Linked DNA regions of Anser cygnoides: region 1 is linked to region 2. Evidence: chromatin contacts called from public Hi-C data. All regions are on one chromosome and are shown on one strand. The core of a region is the stretch at or near the end of the contact, and the rest is flanking DNA. Distances in the headings are between cores, read along the strand shown. Region 1 holds the start of LOC136791444 (a long non-coding RNA gene). Region 2 holds the start of LOC106039396 (OX-2 membrane glycoprotein-like).

Region 1 (5,634 bases), core at 2,606-5,105, 210 kb after region 2:
CTTCACAGGCACACGGCTTCTCGGAGAGGCACAAGAAGGTTAGGTGGCTGTACGCACCACGCGCTCCCCGGAATCACTTGCAGTTAGCCGCCGAGCTACGTCTCCGTCCTTCGGGAAGAGCCCGGGCCCACACGTCTCCAATCCCCACCCAACCCAGAGCTTCTGCCTTCGGGTGGGTCTCGTGCCCCTTCCCCTGCAGCCCCCGGCGGTGGCAACGGCAGAGCCGAGCTGCCCAAGGCGCGGAGCCCTGCAAGCTCAGACTTTCCACCGAGCGGGCCCAGCAGATTCCGCAACCGGCCCTCAACCCCAAACGACCGACATAATTATAACCCCGCCGAGCCCTGCTCCCTCTCTGCGTCTCCTGCCAGACCCTCAGCCTGCTCCCTCAGCCCGCCGAAGCCGTGGCCCTCCCTCGTGGTAAGCCTTTTGGCCACGAGACCCAATTCCTAAAGCGCTGTGCAAGCGCTGGCCAGCGATGGTGTGACAGCACCAGGCCTGGCCCCTCGCTACGATCCTGACGGTTATGGACGGGAAGCACAGCATTAGGATATGAAGTGCCGTCCCTCCCTGCCACAACAGGATACATCGTGTTACCCCAGGCCAGCCCCCCATCCCTCCAACAATGACGGCAAACGGCAGGTTTAGGTTTTCAGGCACAGCTGCTGCTCATCCCAGCCCGGGGAACCAGGTAAGGAGCTCTCCCTGCAAACCTCTCCTTTTGGGAGCAGCCCCGCGGAGGGATCCTTCCTTCCCCAAGTCCCACGTGGTCAGCAAAACTCTAAAATCTCAGGAAAACCTCTGCCAGGCTTCAAAAAAGTCCTGCTGAACTTCCAGGCGCATGACCGAAATGCCGCTACCTCTCACTTCTATTTTGACATGTACCGAGAGGCTTACGGACAGGAAGCTGGGTGGCTATTTTATACACCCTATTCTCATCGGTTCGTCTCGGCCAGCTCGCTCCAGCTCCAGCACACCTGCATTTAACTGTTCCAGCACACATTTCCGAGTCAAGCGGCTAGCTAGGAAACCACCCCTGTAACGCAAGAGAAATGTGAGAGCGGGAGAACACGAAAAGTTTGGGTGGTAATTTTTGTGATTTTAATTTCGACGCCAAACACGGTAGAGAAAGAAAAGGCATTCCAAGTGAAACAGCTTGGTTTAAAATTGGTTCTGCTGGGAGGAAGGGCTGTTGAATTAAGCCTTTTGAGTCCCCTTTTGGTATGTTTCCCCGTAAAACGCCCTTTCTAACAGACTAAAACATCTTTGTGTACTTTCGCTGGATCTTTTACCTGCTGTGAAAAGGGACAGACAGGTCTTGTGCTCTTGCTACCTTAGCAGTTTCGCCACTATGGGCTTCGACAAAGCTACGTACCACATCTGAATGGCTGGAAATTTAGGTGCTGAAGGAGGATGGGACAAAGGGATAACAACCCTCCTCTGCTACTGCTTAACAACGACATTAAGACACATCCCTGGCACCCTGTGAAGAAAAATATTCTGAAATAGTGGAGATAAGTAACTCCCACTCTTTCAAAGACAACTACGCCAGCGGCTCCAGGATTTGTTCATCCACTGCATGTCACACGTTGTATGGATTTTACAAATGTGTGGAGGTCGGTCATATCTAGGTATCAAGGCAGGATGGGGTTAGTCAGCTGTGGCAAGCAGCAAGCTTTCCAGCTAAGTGCCATTAGCAACTGTATAACCCAAGATCTCATTAAAAATACATGTACAGCCTGTCCTTTGTGACTGGAGCTAACGAGGTTTGTGGCTACTCAGCGGCTCCCTTTGTCTGAAGAGGAGGCTGCTGCCCTTCCCAGCTCCCACTGCTCTTTAAAAGCCTCAGGGGCAGGCAAACACCTGGCTCCAACACAAAACGTCTGAGCAGCAGCAAGTCAAAAAGGACGGGGGAAATAAGGCAGCAGGAGCAGAGCATTAAAGTCCACAGACTTTCATACTTACCACCATGTTCAGCACCCTGTGGGCAAGGGGCAGGAGGAAGGCTTCTCTTTCCTGCCTGGGTTTTTGAGGAAGTGTTGATTGCACACCTGCCTCAGATTTGGAGACAGAAGCTTGTTTCCAAGCCAGACTGCTACCCGGGGCTGAGAGCAGCTCTCCCGCTGTTGTGTCCCTTCCCTCTCTAACCTGTGCCACTTCCTCACTTCAGCCTCATTTATTCTACCATTAAGTCCTTGTTCTACTATATTTAGTCTTCTGGCTACGAGGCTATCAGCAGCAGCACCGAATTCGGAGAAAGCACCTGTGTTTCACATTCGTTTCTCCCGGCAGATGCCCAGGGAGCCTTCCCCAGCAGGGACCCACAAGGAGGAGAACTGCAGAAGGAAAGCCGCGGCCCCGAGGAGCAACACGCCTGATCCTTGCCTCCCCGTTACAGGTACAAGAGAAATGGAGGGACAAAAGTCAAACAGCTCAGGGGCACAGACCAGAGCCAGCCTCTGGGCAGGAACTTTACGGAGGAGCTTTTGCAGAACCCAGTTCCCCAGTTACGCTGAGGACAGGAGCTGTAGAGCACTGCTCAACTTCTGTAATTAAAAGCAGGTCTACTGAAATTCATTTCTTCCCTTCTTCCTATATATAGCTCCTTTTAATAAAACACAGAGCTGCACAAATTAAGTACACTAAATCCACACTCTGGATTATTAAAGATTCCACAGAAAAGTTCTGGAATAATTAAAGTAAAAATTTACCGAGTTATCAGTGTTAATTATATCCTGCAGGGGATTTGTTTGTTTGTTTTATCCTATTATACAGCACTTGTTCATTTATTAAACTAAACTGCTGTTAAGTGGCTATTCTATAACACTGCAGAGACTGTCCAACACTAGCTGTAGGAAAAATTATCTCAACCCAGCCTTTATCTGCTTGGCTGGGGTTCCTCTAAGAGGCAAGTCAAGTCACTTACACTTTTAAATACAGCTTAGGTGCTTTACATTTAAAGGATCTATAAAAAGACAGTGCCAAAATAAATTTATTAAATATGTATATGAGATTTTTCCAAGCTATATGGAGATTTATATGAGCTCTACTAACCATAGTTTTAAAGCAGTACCACCTTGAACGTTCCCAAATATTTCCATTCAATTTTCCCCTCACACGAGCACATCTTACTAAATTGCAATGAATGAATGCAAAGTGCTTTCCTGACTCGGGGTAATTCTGTATTACTTCCTACTTATTGAATAAACTTAATGAAATTCAGTGCTCTTCCGAATGTGCAGACTGGGGGATAAGCTCTCCTAATTCTATTATTGCTTGTTAGGTCATTGGTCACATAAGCCGAAATCCCTCCCAGCACGATTCCTGCATCCCATAAAACTCCATTTACGAGCATATGCTTTGGATCCACACCGGCAGCTGGGCTACGAAAGGTATCCTGCACACGCTGAGCGGGTCGTTTCTGGGTAGCTACCTCCATCTAGGGGAAAGGCAGCGTACTGCCTGAAAGCCAGCAGCAGAAAACCAAGGCTGGTGCTATTCATACGGGAGGGCGTCAAACAAAACAGATGGCATTAATATCTCTCTGGCTCTGCTGGCCGTGCCAGTCCACCGCCGACCTCCTCACGGGCTGGGGAGAACAACCGCCTTTCAGTTCCAGCAGCTACAACAATTTGCCTTTTATCTCAGACAGGGGAAAAAAAAAGAATAAAGATTTCCTCTTTGAACAAGAAATAAAAAACACGAATTCAATAGCTGACTGAATCTCACTGCCTATTCTTAGATCCCAGTGTTAACTCTCTTCCTTGTTTACGAGGCTCGCGGGCCATCCTCAGCAATAGCTCGCTGTTGCATCTACTTGTGTAAAACTTGGATCAACATCCGCCCGGAGAGATGTGGCACCAGGCCAGCCTGGACACAGAGCCAGCAGGAGCAAAGGCGGCCCCAGTGTTCAGCTGGTTTCGGCAGAAGACACATGGAAAGGAAACTTGAGGGGGCAACAGCAAATGCTATGCGACGATGTACATGTCTTCTCTCTTTGGTGCATAGGGACACATTGCAACTCAGATGTTTTAATCACTCCAAAAAACCGCAAGGAGCATTTTCACTATTTGCACAATTTTTTACAATTCTATGTATATCTGTCTGGGTGATGACAGCAGATCACTTCGTTTTGTATGCAGACAGTAGCAGCAACTCAAAATGCAAACCTCCTGAGGGGCCTCTGTCACTTAAAAAGCAAACTAAGCACAAGTAAAACTCGCAGAATAATTTATATGGGGAAAAAAAGCAACAACAAAAGGAGTAAAAATAAAGGGAAGAGACAGAGGGCAGACACCAGGGCAAACTCTAACATGCACATGGGCTTTGCCAAAAAATTCAGAGGTGAACAGCAGCTGGCAAACACGAGGCCCAAGCCAGCCCTGTGCCAGCAGGGTGGCCGCAGGGGCAGCGCTGGTGCCAGCTGCGCTGCTCTCCGCTCGGCATCTGGCTTGCGGAGTGGCCTCATCCTTCCGAGGAGCCTCCAAGCAGTCCTACATTTTCCTTCTGCCTGCCTTGCTTCAAAGACACAGAGCATTAGTCTAATATTTATGCTTAAAAGGACTGGGCTTCCCCCGCCGTTCACCCACCAGACACTCAGTCTGGACTTTTACCCATCTCTGAGAATGCAAGGCATGCAGTTTTTGCTATCCAAAGGCACTTATTTGGTGGTTGTGGGTTTTCATTTATCCCATACACACCCTGCTCGCCAAAACAGGCCTGAGCAGACCTGGATCTCCAACCTTCATCCATGCCACCTGCCATAAAATCAGACAAAGCTGTGTTTTGGAAACTCAGGCTGGATACATGAGGACCCTGTTTGGATACACTCATGCCTTCAACCACTTAAAAAGACAAAAATAAACCAAAACAGGACAGGGCCTAATGTACAACAGGCTGATGGGCAGTTTGCGGAGGAACATTAAGAGACTTGGCTTTCTTTTTTCTTTTCAACCAAATATATTCCTCCTCTTAGAGATCTGAAAACCTATTTGTGGGGTTACTCAGACCCTCAAAGCACTGGAAGGAGGCACTCTCCTGCTATGCAACCCTTCAACCAGGTACTCAAAAAGGGGGAAAAAACAGTACTGAGAAACACTGAACAGTACTGAGAAATATGTTGCCATTACATCCAGATTTAAAACGAGAACAATTTTTAGCATTACTGAATAGAGAAACAACCCCATATCTCCAGTGCCTCACCGCAAAAAATGCTGTTCTCTTTGAAATATAAATACACTCCCTGTGTTGTCTTTCACGACTGATCACCGCTCAAGTTTTACATTGCTGCTGTCTGGAAAGCCCTCTGATAACACGACAATGCCACTTGGCACACACAAAACATCACGACTGGCAACAGCGAGGAGATTTCAACACGGAGCAGGAAAGCAGCAGGGAGAGAGGAGGACATAACCCATGAGCACTTCTGCTGATGATTTCTCCTTGGGCGTGCAAAAGCGTAACCCTTTGGGGGGTCTGTAACCCCTGCCCCCTGCAGCAGGCCTCCTCACCCTCCGTCCTGGGGGCACAGCCTGTCTTCGCAAGTGCCCAAACCTATCAAAGATGGAGTGAAAGCACACATCCAAAGTTAAGGGCGAAGACCCGATAATACACGTTGGCCCTGTAATGACATAGGTC
Region 2 (5,686 bases), core at 715-3,214:
GGATTGTTCTTCACAGAACAATGTTCTTCAAACATTTACGTACAGAATTGCAAACTGCAGTTTATTCTTTCATAGAGCTCATGAATATGGGTTTGCTGAATGGATGAACTGGTGCACATGAAACAAAGGGTTATTACACTCTTTGTTAGACATGCTTTTGAAAGCCTGGTGCTTTCAGCTCAGAGACCCATGGACATGAGCAGATATGAGCTTTTACTCAGTTGCACTGTGATAGCAGAAATATCTACACAAACACTAGTGGAAGAAGGTGAACAGAAAAAAAGAGCCAGCGTCAGCCTTCAGACGTTCCTGGCAATGATTTTCCTCCACATTCGCACACACAGCCTGCATTGTGTGTCCAGTGGCTTCCACCAGGAGCGTAACATTGGTGTACAGCTCACGAGATCGAGGGATAAACTGAAAACATCTCGACACAAAACAGCATGAATTGGGGAATCTTTGGGGCACATCGCACCTGCTACATACAAACATTTCCAGGGAGGCAAAGGCGGCAAAACTGAGATTGCATTGCTGCTTTCAACTTACTTCATCACTTAATATTACCACAATGCTACCAAATTGTTGACCTGCCTGGAATTGTACCTGCTGTCATATTTAAGTGGAAACATTATTTTGCCTAATAATAATAATAATAACAATATTTGTAACACATATCATGTACACCTTCTTGTCTATGATTATAAACTAGCTGATGCTTTCTGGGAGCGTCTTCTACCAAGAACACAAGCAGACCCCTACTTCTGTAAGATTTTCACAACATGGAAAAAGCCAGAAAACAGAAACTGTGAAGCATTTTCTATGTTATCATCTGCCTTAAAAAAAAAAAAAAAAAAAAAAAGGATAGCTAATGAATAAATAAGTAAATGAAGAGAGAAAATTCTGTTTAAAAAACGACTTCCCAACAAACTCACACATACAACACGTACACACTCTGCCACTAGCCTGCCTTTACATTTCAGGCTCGCTGTGCTAAAACAACTCCCGGGACAACTCCACAGATGCCAAGTGTGAATACAGAACAAAATCTTGTGTGTAAAATCAAGACCTCAGCAACAAGCTTAATGCATCAGCAATAAGCTCAATGAATAACAAATTGATCAAGTAATAAAGCACAGGTAGTTGAGCATGGCTCTGCCATGGTCAGACAGCATTCCTAAAAACACACAAAAATCAGGAGCAAGCACAGCAAGTCAGAGGGAAGTTTGACGTTACAAAAGTGCATATAGACCACAGAAAGAAGCGCTACGCATGCTGGAAAGCACACCTTTCATAGCGATTACGGCTCGTTGCTTTTATTTCCCTTGGTAAGACCATAACCTGGTAGGACAGTAACACACCATTGCTCCCATCCGGCGTAGCTACAAGATCTCCTTTCCACGAGCAAACAGCGGGTCGTGGAGCCACTCTGGTCACCCAAAAAAAGTCCTGTGGGATCCCAGGCCCACCCTAGTCTCCTGGTGGGAAGGGTGTAAGACAACAGGGCAGCCCTTTGCCGCATCCCGCTTTCCACCGCCGCACCCCAGAGGTCACCCGAACCCCAGCGCCGCGCTGCCCCCCGCCCTCCTGCCTCCAGCCCCGGCCTCGGCGGAGGCTGAGCCCCCTGCCCTCAGCCAGCAGGACCCGGGCAGCACCCGACCCCCCCAAACGAAAGCCCCAGGTACTCACGCTCCGCGCCCTCGGGCGCCGACAGCGTCCGCGACAAAGGCAGTGACAGCGGCCGCGACACTGGCAGAGCCCCGCTGCTGAACGGGGCGGAGCGGGGCGGGGCGCCCCCCCCAAAAAAAAGTCCCGTAACGGGGGCGGGCAGAGCCCTCCGGACCCACCGGACCCCCGGGGGCTCGCCCCCTGCTTCCTCCTCCTCTGGGGCCGCTGCTGGCTGCGATGGGAGCAAGGTGGATGAGCAGCGGAACAGCGCCGAACAACGAGCATTAGGTAATAACATCCGTTAGCATTAATAGCATTATTTATTAATTTAATGTTTATTGTTATTATGTTTGCATTAAAGGCTTTCATTTTGCAACAAAATGCTAAAAGTAGAATCCAACAGCAGGGGCACACGGATCAATAATAATTTATAAGAATGGCCAAGAGCAGTGACGTTCTCCATCCAGACATTAGGAAATAAGCATTAAAAAAAAAAAAAAAAGTGAAAAAAATCTTATGGAAGAGTCATTTTATGATATAAAATCTCTAGGCAAGTTGATTTTATACCCAGGATCTTCTACAGCATCTTCCACTGCCAACGCTGCTTCTGCTGCCACCAGAGCTTTGTCCCAGGCTTGACAGAAACAGCCCACTTGTCAATAAGTACAAACGACATTCTTTATCACCTCTACAGGACAGCCAGCCTGTGTCTGCTGTTTGCTGTTTCTTGCTGCTTTCACACCTACTCTCACACTTGTGTTCACAGGTCATTCATACCAATTTCAACACTTCTGTTACATAGATAGAATGCTCCCTGTTTTAAAACATCATGGCTCCTGGGGAAAAACACCAGACTTGACACAGTTTACACACACACACACGACCCCCCCCCCCCCCCCCCCCCAAATAGCTTGACAGAGATGCCCATGTAGTGGTCAAGAGCCCACATAAAATGGAAACCACTTCTTTAAGACAGATATGTGTGGTCAGGCAGTGGCTCTTCCAGCTGGATACAACCCTTCTTAGAGACAACAGCTCCACCACCACGCTTGATCTAGAGGAGCCCTTCCTCTGACAACTAACAAACCGAAGCCCAAACTCTGCCACTGCCTTTTTTGAATATTTTCTTCCATCTCCTAAGGCCAAGGAGTAGGTCTTGAGTTCCTCAGATTTCCCTCCACCAGTCTTCCCTTTTTTGTTTTGGGTGGAGAATGGGTGCCCTCCAAAGCAGGTCTGGTCTCCAGCAGCTATTCTACTGTCCTACTGCTTGTTGCTTGAGACTGATGTACCTATACTCCTCAGACATTTTTTTTCTTTTTATGAGAGAAAAAAAAAATCTCCTGTAATTACCTGCCTTCATAAATGTTGAGGGGATTTCTGAGGGAACTTTAGAGACCTGCAGACTATACAGCTTAAAATAAGTTTATCCAGAAGTGCTCTGTGCCATCAAAGCAACAAAAGCAGGGAAGTCCCAGGGACGTCTTCCTGCACTTAGTTCTTGATAATAAAGGGGACATTCAAGGGACTTGAATGATTTATTTATTTATTTATTTATTAGCTTTCCCAGTAACCCATGTCTTCTGAGGTGGAAAGGTTCTATATTTATCTAAATTTTTCTGTTCCCTCAAAAGGCTGGGGGAACTGAGAGAAGAAGGAAGAAAATGATGAAAGGGTCTTCTTCTTTGGAAAAGAGGGAGGAAGCCAGAGCTGAGCAAAGAGAGGATAGTTCTGAAGCAATAAGTGAAGACTGGAGGTAACCTCAGGACAGAGGCAAACAGAAAGTACACCAGGCAGACCAGCAATTTCAGATAATAAAAACTTTTTATATTCATTATAGAAGAAAAAGACACAAAAGTCCCTTTCAGCCCCATTCTCCACTCTCATTTCAATTGCTTCTTTTAGCAAGCTCCCAGCTCAGCTCAGCAATTTCTGCCCAGTTCCACAAAGTTCTTTGTACATGACCTGCCCTCGAGCTGGTGGTGGCTGGGGTGACACTGACTCTCTAGTATGACAAAGCCTTTGAAGTCAGTGAGAACGAAAGTGAGTAGAAAGCTCTTGTCCTACGTTCTGGAGAGTTCTTTGTGCCCCTCCTTTTATTTTTTTCACCTGCAATGCTACGTGTGTGCTAGTGAAAAAGGAAATCTGAAATCCCTTTTGTCACAAATGAGTTCTATTCTTTAGTTTTCCCTTGCCTTCTGGGCAGACGCTCTCTGCTGTGGATGCATTTCATAGTTCTTCTTGTGATTTCTGGACTAATAATCTCTTCTAAGCAGAACCATTTGAGCCAGTAACCAGTGAAACTTTTACAGGCTAGAAGAAAAGGACGGCGTACAGCTGATGCACATTGCTGGTATTTAACAGGAGGAGAAAATAGCGAGTTAGAGTAAGAGTAGAGGCAGTGCCAAAGACGTCAGTAATGACAAGAGCACTAAATATTGCAGGACATATCAGCTGCTGGGGACCTGCATCAAGACCGTGAGACCCTGCTGACTGAATGCCCCTCTTGGTCTGCTCACATCAGTTAATATAACCCCCTTCATCATCAGATCCAAATAACACTATTAAAAGTCACAAATGCTCAGACACTTACACATGGAGGTCCTGCCTGGTTTGAAGCACCTGCTGCCTACCATCATGTCCCCAGTTGCCATGTCCCCCTTAAGACCCTCTCTGTTCTCCAGCAACAGATCTAGGAGGGCACCTTTCCTAGGTGGCTCCCTTAGCACCTGCACCAAGAAGTTATTATCGAGGTGCTTTAGGAACCTCATGGACCTGCTTGTGTCAGCCGTGTGGTAATCCCAGTTGATGTCTAGCAAACTGAAGTCTCCCATAAGGACAAGGGCAGTTGATCTTGAGTTATTTCTTAGTTCCTCAAAGAATAAGTGTGTCATCGGTGTCGTCATCCTGGCCAGGTGGTCTGTAATAGACTCCCATGACAACATCCCCTTTATTTGTTTGTCCCTTAATCCTTACCCAGAGGCTCTCAACTTTGCCATCACCAACTGCAAGCTCCACACAGTCCAGCCCCTCCTTTATGTACAGCGCCACCCCACCACCTCGCCTGCCCTGCCTGTCCCTCCTGAGGGGCCTGTAACCATCTATTGGTTACATCTACATCTATTGACACACCAGTAACAGGACTCATCCCACCAGGTTTAGCTTATGCTAATGATGTCATAGCTGTGGGACTGGGCCAAGACTTCTAGCTCATCCCTTTTATTCCTCATACTGCGTGCGCTTGTGTAGAAGTACTTCAAATGCACCTCATTTTATGCAGCACCTTGTGGAGCAGACTGAAGGACCTCACTAGCACACAGTCCCTCTGATTCTAGCATGCCATCCCCTAGCTTATCACTGGCAGGCCTGGTTTTATCCCTTTCCTCCTTTGACTCTAGTTTAAAGCCCTATCTATCAGCCCTACTAACTCCTGGGCAAAAATCCTTTTCCCCCTCTGAGAGAGGTGTGTCCCATCTGGTGCCAGCAGGCCTGATGTTGCCTAGACCTTCCCATGATCAAGAAACCCAAAGTTCTGCTGGTGGCACCAGTCTTGAAGCGACGTATTGATGAGCCAAGTCTGCCTGTCAACATTGATCCCTCCTATCGGAAGGACAGAGGCAAACACGACCTGTGCCCCTGATCCTTTAACCAGTCACCCCAAAGCCCTAAAGTCCCTTTTGATTGCTCTCGGACTTCTCCTTGCTACTTTGTCATTACCAGCCTGAAAAAACAGTAGTGGGTAGTAGTCAGAGGCTGTACTAGGAGATTGACTTTCCTGGCAATGTCTCTTACCCAAGTCCAAGGACAGCATATCTGGCCCTCTGTCTCTTTCAGAAGGGAGTCTCCCATGACAATAATCCTTCTTTCTTTCTTGGTAGAAGATGTAGTGATGTGGGGGGTAAGTTGCCTTGCCTTAGGCCCCCCTTCCAGCCAGGATGGGCTTTCATCTACATCGTTGTTCTGACTGTCATGTTCTAGAGCCTCATACCTGTTATATAAGGGTAGATGGGAAGGTGAGGGGGGC

What was found. A called contact is a pair of places that touch in the nucleus more often than the background predicts.
Region 1: a Hi-C map of liver shows a contact between it and region 2, with 2.0 times the contacts expected there. The contact joins the enhancer-like site here to the promoter of LOC106039396 in region 2. A contact is called at or near these places in 2 of 7 Hi-C or Micro-C datasets (granulosa cells and liver).

Annotation. Positions count from the first base shown.
Region 1 is chr1:91,234,601-91,240,234 of Taihu_goose_T2T_genome, forward strand. The region is part of intron 3 of PHLDB2 (pleckstrin homology like domain family B member 2); the gene reads right to left. LOC136791444 (a long non-coding RNA gene) reads left to right here and starts at 469. Exons shown (of 3, transcript XR_010833538.1): 1 at 469-688; 2 at 2,290-2,395; 3 at 3,281-4,523. Within about 2 kb of position 3,856, at least 2 of the 3 cell types and tissues checked have open chromatin away from gene starts, as enhancers often do. A contact at or near this core is called in liver, where this site is marked.
Region 2 is chr1:91,030,949-91,036,634 of Taihu_goose_T2T_genome, forward strand. LOC106039396 (OX-2 membrane glycoprotein-like) reads right to left here and starts at 1,965. Exons shown (of 8, transcript XM_067002217.1): 1 at 1,687-1,965. The coding sequence starts at 1,950.